2 separate regions of the Mus musculus genome follow, and region 2 is linked to region 1. Evidence: chromatin contacts called from public promoter capture Hi-C data. All regions are on one chromosome and are shown on one strand. Each heading gives the region's core, a stretch centred on a gene start, on an enhancer-like site or on the middle of the called end of the contact. The rest is flanking DNA. Distances are from core to core; before and after follow the strand shown. Region 1 holds the start of Zw10 (zw10 kinetochore protein). Region 2 holds the start of Ankk1 (ankyrin repeat and kinase domain containing 1).

Evidence for each region. Promoter capture Hi-C pulls out the DNA fragments that hold promoters and counts their contacts.
Region 2: a contact with region 1 is called in a promoter capture Hi-C map of stem cell-derived epiblast-like cells, with 2.0 times the contacts expected there. The contact joins the promoter of Ankk1 here to the promoter of Zw10 in region 1. A contact is called at or near these places in 2 of 39 promoter capture datasets (the 3T3-L1 cell line and stem cell-derived epiblast-like cells), 1 of 115 datasets of contacts at active chromatin or transcription factors (embryonic basal ganglia) and 1 of 9 other capture datasets (pancreatic islet).

The regions. Positions count from the first base shown.
Region 1 is chr9:49,054,178-49,057,785 of GRCm38.p6, forward strand. Zw10 (zw10 kinetochore protein) reads left to right here and starts at 1,404. Exons shown (of 16, transcript NM_012039.2): 1 at 1,404-1,610; 2 at 3,466-3,600. The coding sequence starts at 1,506.
Region 2 is chr9:49,425,318-49,428,797 of GRCm38.p6, forward strand. It overlaps Ankk1 (ankyrin repeat and kinase domain containing 1), which reads right to left and starts at 1,724. Exons shown (of 8, transcript NM_001376951.1): 1 at 1,454-1,724. The coding sequence starts at 1,674.

The DNA.
Region 1 (3,608 bases), core at 154-2,653:
AATTTTCCCTGCCATCAACGATAAAAAAGGACAAAGGGTAAATTAGCAAGAGAAAAGATGACATTTGTATAATAAACATCTTGTTTATTGGTTTTATTGCCTGCTCCAGGAAGGATGCTGGAGACAGATAACATCTGTTCTAAATCCCTACTGATTGAATTACCTGTATCTGCACCCTTGTCTCTGTTAATTTTATACTTTATGGTATTGCTGCACTAATGGCATTCCATTTGGCTATGTAAAACACTTGCTTGCTCTGCTGGTCAAGTAACAAAAAGTGTATAAAGGGGACAAGGATGCTCTTACAGCACGCATCCCTCTCCTACAAAGAGTGTCACGTTGGTAATAATGCCCAGTGGCTGTCTTTCAGGTCAGCCTGTTTTGCAAAGTGAACGAGTGATCTCATCTTCGCGGAACACTCTTTTGACCTTCAACAATGAAATAGTTCTAAAAAGCTATGGCTAGCTGGACATAGTGGAATAAGTGTATAATTCCTGTATACAGGAGGCTGAGGCAGGAAGATAGCTATGAATTTGATGCCTTCCAGGGCTACAGAAACCACGTCTCAAAACAGAGCCAAAAAAATCACTGAAAACTTTAAAATTAAACAACGATAAAAAGCCTTTGGTGAAATTTATTTGTAATCTCTGATAGGAAGTGATAAGAATCTTGTTCTAGGGGATTGCCCGGTGGCTAGAAGCACTCGTTGCCCTTACTCAGGACCAGGACTCAATTCCCAGCATCCACATGGTGGCTCATGTCATCTGTAAGTCCAGTTTCAGGGACTGGACTTACTTGCCTGCTTCTGACTTCCATGGACACAGCCAAAACATTCATACGTATCTTAGAAAGAAGGTTTTATAAAAGAATGTCTGTAGCACTTACAGGACCGTTACACTAAGTATAAATTTGTACCATATCCATGTATCAATATACTTAATATGAGGCACTATTAACAAACACTATTAGAAAGGTGCAATTGTGGGGATCCTTTCACTTATGTCACTCTCTCGCACAATTCCAGAGGGCAAAATTCGGGTAGACTTAGCTGCTGAGCCCAATGAATGAATAACAAAAAAGATCGAGATGATTCTGTAAGTATCGAGCTAGATAATCTCACAGGAAAACCTGAGATTACTGAGTATAGGGAGGGCCATAAAGGATTATTACCTGAAACATTCCGCAGTTTCTAGCGAAACCAACCCAACCCTACCCAAAATACAAGAAGAAAAAAACCGGCGGGAACAGACTGGCGTTTGAAAACCTGTAGGGAGCAGATGACGCCTGCGCACTTTGGTGCCTTCTAGACGCCACTGAAACAGCGGACGCCTGACGGCGCGAGGCCTCCTGGGAACTGTAGTGTGACCCTCTCCTGTGCGCGAGCGCCGGACCCCGTAGAACTCAGTTTCCCGGCAGGCCCTGCGGTGAGGCCGCTGGCGGGACCGGAGCTGCGGCGCTGGCAGCGGGGTTGACCTATCCTGTTTGTGTGGGTACGCTTCGTGGCGATGGCCTCTTTCGTGACAGAAGTCTTGGCCCACTCGGGGAGCCTGGAGAAGGAGGATCTGGGCACCAGGATCAGCCGCCTGACCCGGCGGGTGGAGGAGATCAAGGTGAGGGCGGGCCACAGGCTGCTGCCGCTGGGGAGAGCCGGGTGCGGAGCCTCCTGAGTTGGAGGCTCAGAAGTGTTGGGGGGCTGTTTGGAGCACGGCCGCAGAGCGGTTGGAGACCAGGGCCTGGGATTGTGAGGAGGAAAGGCCGTGGCTGTTTAGTGGTGGGGAGTGGGGCCAAGTTGGGCAAAAGTGAGCCGCTGATGGAGAAGACTGAAGAAACCTGCGGAGCCGGAGGTGGGACTGGAAGCCCGGATGTCCACTTAGGACAGGACAGCCGCCCTATCTGTCATCTCTACCCACTCCTTCATTTATGGATGGATGTAATAATTCTAGGAAAGTCGCGTCGTTCTCCTCGGATTTTCTTTTAACTGGTTGAATATGTTTATAAAAGTATTACTTCACGCACGGAACTTGAGGCATGCTGAGGGCTGATGAGCTGGTACCGGCATGAATATGCAACTCACAGCCATAGTTTTACTTCGTATTAGTGCTACCTGGCAAGCCAGGTCTTCAGTGGCTTTCTTTGAAAATGACGTGTACCTCACTAAGTCTGGACTTGGTAGGCGCTACCTAACAACTTTCTTCTTCTTCTTTTTTTCTTTCTTTCTTTTCTTTTCTTTTTTTTTTCCTAGACAGGGTTTCTCCGTGTAATAGCCCTCGTTGTCCTGGATTCAAGCTTTGTAGAACTGGCTGGTGTCGAACTCACAGAAATTCGCCTGCCTCTGCCTCCCGAGTGCTGAAATGGAAGGTCTCCACCATCCCACCCGCTCCTAACAATTTTTGATGTTAGAGTTCTTAATTTTATGTATTCATGCCACTGGCATTTCTGTAGTGTGGCTTACGGTTTTTTGTTTTTTAATGATCTAGGATGAGGACATTGCACTAGTATTTGTTTCATACATAAGTTTGAATCTTCAGTCAACTGAGAACTACTTTCTGTGCCTCAAGCAGGCATAGTCCTTGCACCTCCAGCTTTTTACCACTTTAAATGTATTTCTACACACACACACACACACACACATACACACACACACACCTCTTCCATCTCAGTTGTAGCCTCCTGCATAAAACAAATGCCTGACTTTTCTCCTGAGTCTTCTCTTTTGTACTGGGATGCTTTGTAACTGCTGAAGTATTACACTTCAGCCCCGTTTTTTGGCCAGTTTGGAGAATAGTATCTTTCCTACATAAAAGGAATTAGTTTATGGGCAAGCATAATTTACATCGTGCAGCGTGTTCAAGAAGATATTAAGTTGCTTTGAATTAAGGGAGATAACAAGACTCAATCCTTTATAAAAATTTATTTTATTCATGTGTGTATGTCTGTGGGCGCATGTGTGTGGTAGTGTGGGTGTGGAGGTCAGAGGACAGCTTGTGGGAGTCAGTTCTTTGGTTTTACAGTGTGGGTCCCGGGAGTTGAACTTCGGTCATCAAGCTTGGTGGCAAGCACCTTTACCATTGGAGGCATCTCCCTAGCCCTCTTATCATTTGAGAAGTTTTAAAATGAAAATTTTGTAACCCAGAAGATGGAAATTAGTAAATTAAGCTATATAAATTATGTATTTCTATGTGTAATTAGGTAGATGATTAAAATTTGTGGACAAAGTATGATACAGTTTACTGTGAAATGTTTGACTCCATCTTTCTCATTTCCGGAGTCTGTTCTGTACAAGATCTTGCCCATCCTTGGGGGTTGGGAATTGGCTTCCTACATTTTACAGATGAATGGAATGTTTTTAAAGGAAACCCATGGCTGTGGGTAACTTGATAAAGTTGTAACATTGGAAGAGGCTGTGTATTTTAATGAGGTTCCTGATTCATTTCATCGTCATGCACTTCCTGTCTTGTATTCTAGGGTGAAGTATGCAATATGATCAGCAAGAAGTACAGTGAGTTCCTGCCTACCATGCAGAGTGCGCAGGCCCTAGTTACCCAGGTGGACACTCTATCTAACGACATCGACCAGCTGAAATCCAGGATAGAGACTGAGGTAAGCAG
Region 2 (3,480 bases), core at 474-2,973, 370 kb after region 1:
GGCAATAGTAAATAGTAAAGAGCAATTATCCTTCATCAAGTGCATGGATGGATGGATGGATGGATGGATGGATGGATGAGCTAATAAAGCAATAATCATAAAGCTCCAAAGACAGCCATCCACAATAACATCCACTAGCTACACTCAATGAATTCCTCAATACTCAATGAGTCTTAAGAGCTAGGGAAGGAAAACTGGCTGTAGTTTTTATCACAATCACAGACAGGCAGGTCAACACCATCCACTTTCTCATGCTATTTGTTAAAAACATATTTCCTTGTGTGCATGTGTGTGTGTGAATGCAAATGTGTCACCATTCATGTGTGTGTGTGTGTGTGTGTGTGTGTGTGTGTAAGTCACAGGATAACTTGCAGGAGCCCATTCTCTCCTTCTACCATGCGGGTCCTGGGGGTCAAACTCAGGTCATCAAGCTTGGCAGCCAATGCCTTTATGTGCTGAGTCAGCTCACCAGCTTTCCTTGTGTTCTTTATTTCAAAGACTCTACATGGTTTGGATAAACCTAACATTCCAGAGCTAAGAGTCCTCTAGGCAGAGACAAGAACTAATACAAAAGCTTCTCTTGGATGGGGGTGGGGGTGGGGGTGGGGGTGGGGGTGGGGGTGGGGGGTGTCATCAAATCACAGGAAACACAATAAATAACATCTAAGTAAGCACCACTGTGTGCCCAGTTGATGTCCCAAGAGGTGCTGTGGTGGACATGTCATACTTGGGCCTAACATCCCAGAATGTCCCCTTCCTGGCTGTAAGCAGAAGCACTTAGCAGGAACACACAACACACAATAAGGCCAGAGGCGCTAACAAAGAAGAGGCTGTAGCATAAACTCTGACAGCCAGGATCCAATGCAGACAGATAGCATGGGGTGATAGACTTGACTTCCCAGCAGGACTTACATAAACTGGCAAGTGACCTGGGCTCTGCCTCAGTTAATCCCCTATGGAAGGCCAGGAGTGTGGCATCAGCTTCCTGTTGGTTCCTACTGGGGCAACGTCTAGCCTCGCAGCCCCTTTAGCCTACAGTTGGTGGCATGGAAAAAGAGAAGGTGACACATTACAGGTCACTGAGCCAAGTGTCACATTTTTTGGAAAGCTCAATGCTACCCTGAAAAGATGGAGTAAAGAGCGGTGTCCAAGCTTCATTATATATGCAGAAGGAGGCAAAGTAAGGTTGAGAGGCCAGGCCGACAAAAGAAATTTTGCAAGTCAATTCCTACTCACGGTTGACTTCTTAGGATGCCAACAAGCAGGCATTGTTTGCCTATTTATTTCAGGTTGAGAGAAAGAACCTCTTCTGAGGAAATTCAGATCGCAGGGCTCATTTAAAAGCACCTGGACAGTCAACCCCAACCCCAGCTTATCCCTTTCCTCTGAGCTCCCTAGGCCAAAAACTTGCTCTACCTCAGTCTCTGCTCTGTGGAAGTGGGCCATCAGCTACCTGGTGGTTTCCTTCTGGAGGCACGGGGAGCACTTGATGGCGTACTGGGTCCTCCAGCGCTTGTGCCTCGCCTGGAACACCTTGCTGAAGCCACCACTGGCTACTAGGTGCCATTCTTCCTCAAAATCATCCCTCGTGAAGACGGTGAGGCTGCCCAGCTGCTGCGCCAAGGGACCGACTGCCATGGGGTTCAGAAGCCTCCTGGCTCTGTGTGGCACCATACACTCCCCTGTGCCTCTGCACCGCACCTTACTCTGGCAGCGAGCTGGGTGGCTCCAAGAGCCTCTGCTTCCTGCTCTTCAGGTCTGGGAGGGTGGGAATGATGAGGTGAGGCAGTCCCCCCTCCTTCTTCTTCCGCCAAGGTGGGGAAACCCAGCCAGCCCAGAGCCCGAGGCTGCAGAAGGGAGGAAAAGATCTGGTCCTGGAAGAGGGCATGCCCCTCTCAGGTAGCTTTTTCTTCCTCAGTCCCAGCTAGCTCAGCCTAGCAGAGTTAGGGAGGGCCAGAGCTGTGCTTGCAGCTGGAAGTCAGATCGCAGCAGGAGAGGCTGGCCTGGCATTGTGGTCGAATATTAAGTGGGAGCAGGCTGATTCATATCTTTCTGCTACCCCTCCACAGAGAACTTGAACATGGGGCAAATGACAGCATTTGCCTATAGCAACTATAGTGCATGTGTTCTTCCTTTAGTCATGTCAGGACAATGTCTTTGGGTGAACTCTAGAAAATGTCAGCATTCCTGAGTATATATGGTCACAAAGGTTGAGCACCCATGAGCGCCCTAGAGTCAGTACAGTGACCCAGCAGTTCTGTCATAGCCGAAAGCCAATGGAGACTTTCTTTAAACCAGGACAAGTTATTTGCATAAAGGGAAGTTCCCCAGTCTGTCTCCATTTTCCACTCTGCAAACGTGTTTCAGAAGGCATGTTGGGCATGTTCTGACAGGCTCCAACGTCAGCTTGGATGCTGAGGGGACGACTGGTCACTGTAAAGGAATGAATGCATTCAGGAAGCTAAGGCAGATGATCCATAGTGAGGAGAAAAGGAGAAGAAGAGAGGGGGAGGAGCAGGGGAGAAGGGAAGGGAGGAGCAGGGGAGGAGAGAAGAGGGGAGGGAAAGGGAGGGAAGGAGAGGGGAGGGGAGGGGAGGAGATGTGTTCTACTGATCTTGAGCTCATATGGAAACAAGACTGACCTTGAACTCATGACCCCCTTGCCTCTGTCTACCAAGCATTGAGATTGGAGGTATACCTCCAATCATTACACCTGACCCTATAAGGAAATGTTTATGGCCTAGGGTAAGGCAGAAACAACAAAACAAAACAAAAACCCATGAGGACAGACTTAAATACTATAAGCATGACTCATAAATTGAAGATTAATAAACTGAACGTTATAAAAAACACCCACTCTGGGGAGGACCACAGGAAGATGATGAGATGATAAAGTGCACACAGGGAGAGAATATTTGTGAGCTGACTTCTGGATAATCATGTCTTGCTGGTTCCTAGGAGATATAAGGATGTCTTCAAAGTTAATGGCTAACAAGTGAAATAATTTATCCAGTTAGAAAATGGAGAAGAGACTCGGGCTCATTTTGCTGGGGAAGCTACACAGATGGCAAATAAGGACCTGAGAATATGCTCAATGTCATTAGCCAATACACAAATGCTAAGTGAAGCTACAATGAGATGTCAATGTACACATAACAGAATTATTAACATAAATATCAAGGACAAATACCCATGAGAAAGTGAACCATATAAGCATTGCTACTGAAGTTATAGACGACCAGCTACTTTGCAAGGCAGTGAGTCAGTCTCTGAGAATATATAACATATATAGGCTAAATGACCTAGCAATTGTCCTTTGGGAAAATAAACCCCAGAGAAATGAAAATCATGTTCACACAAAAACCTGCACATGACTGAGTTGTAGATTCCTATGGGATATCAAAAATGTCTGGAACAGCTGAGCGGGTAAAAGGTTGAACACATTGGAACGATTCTCAGAGACTGTTGCCAGGCACAACT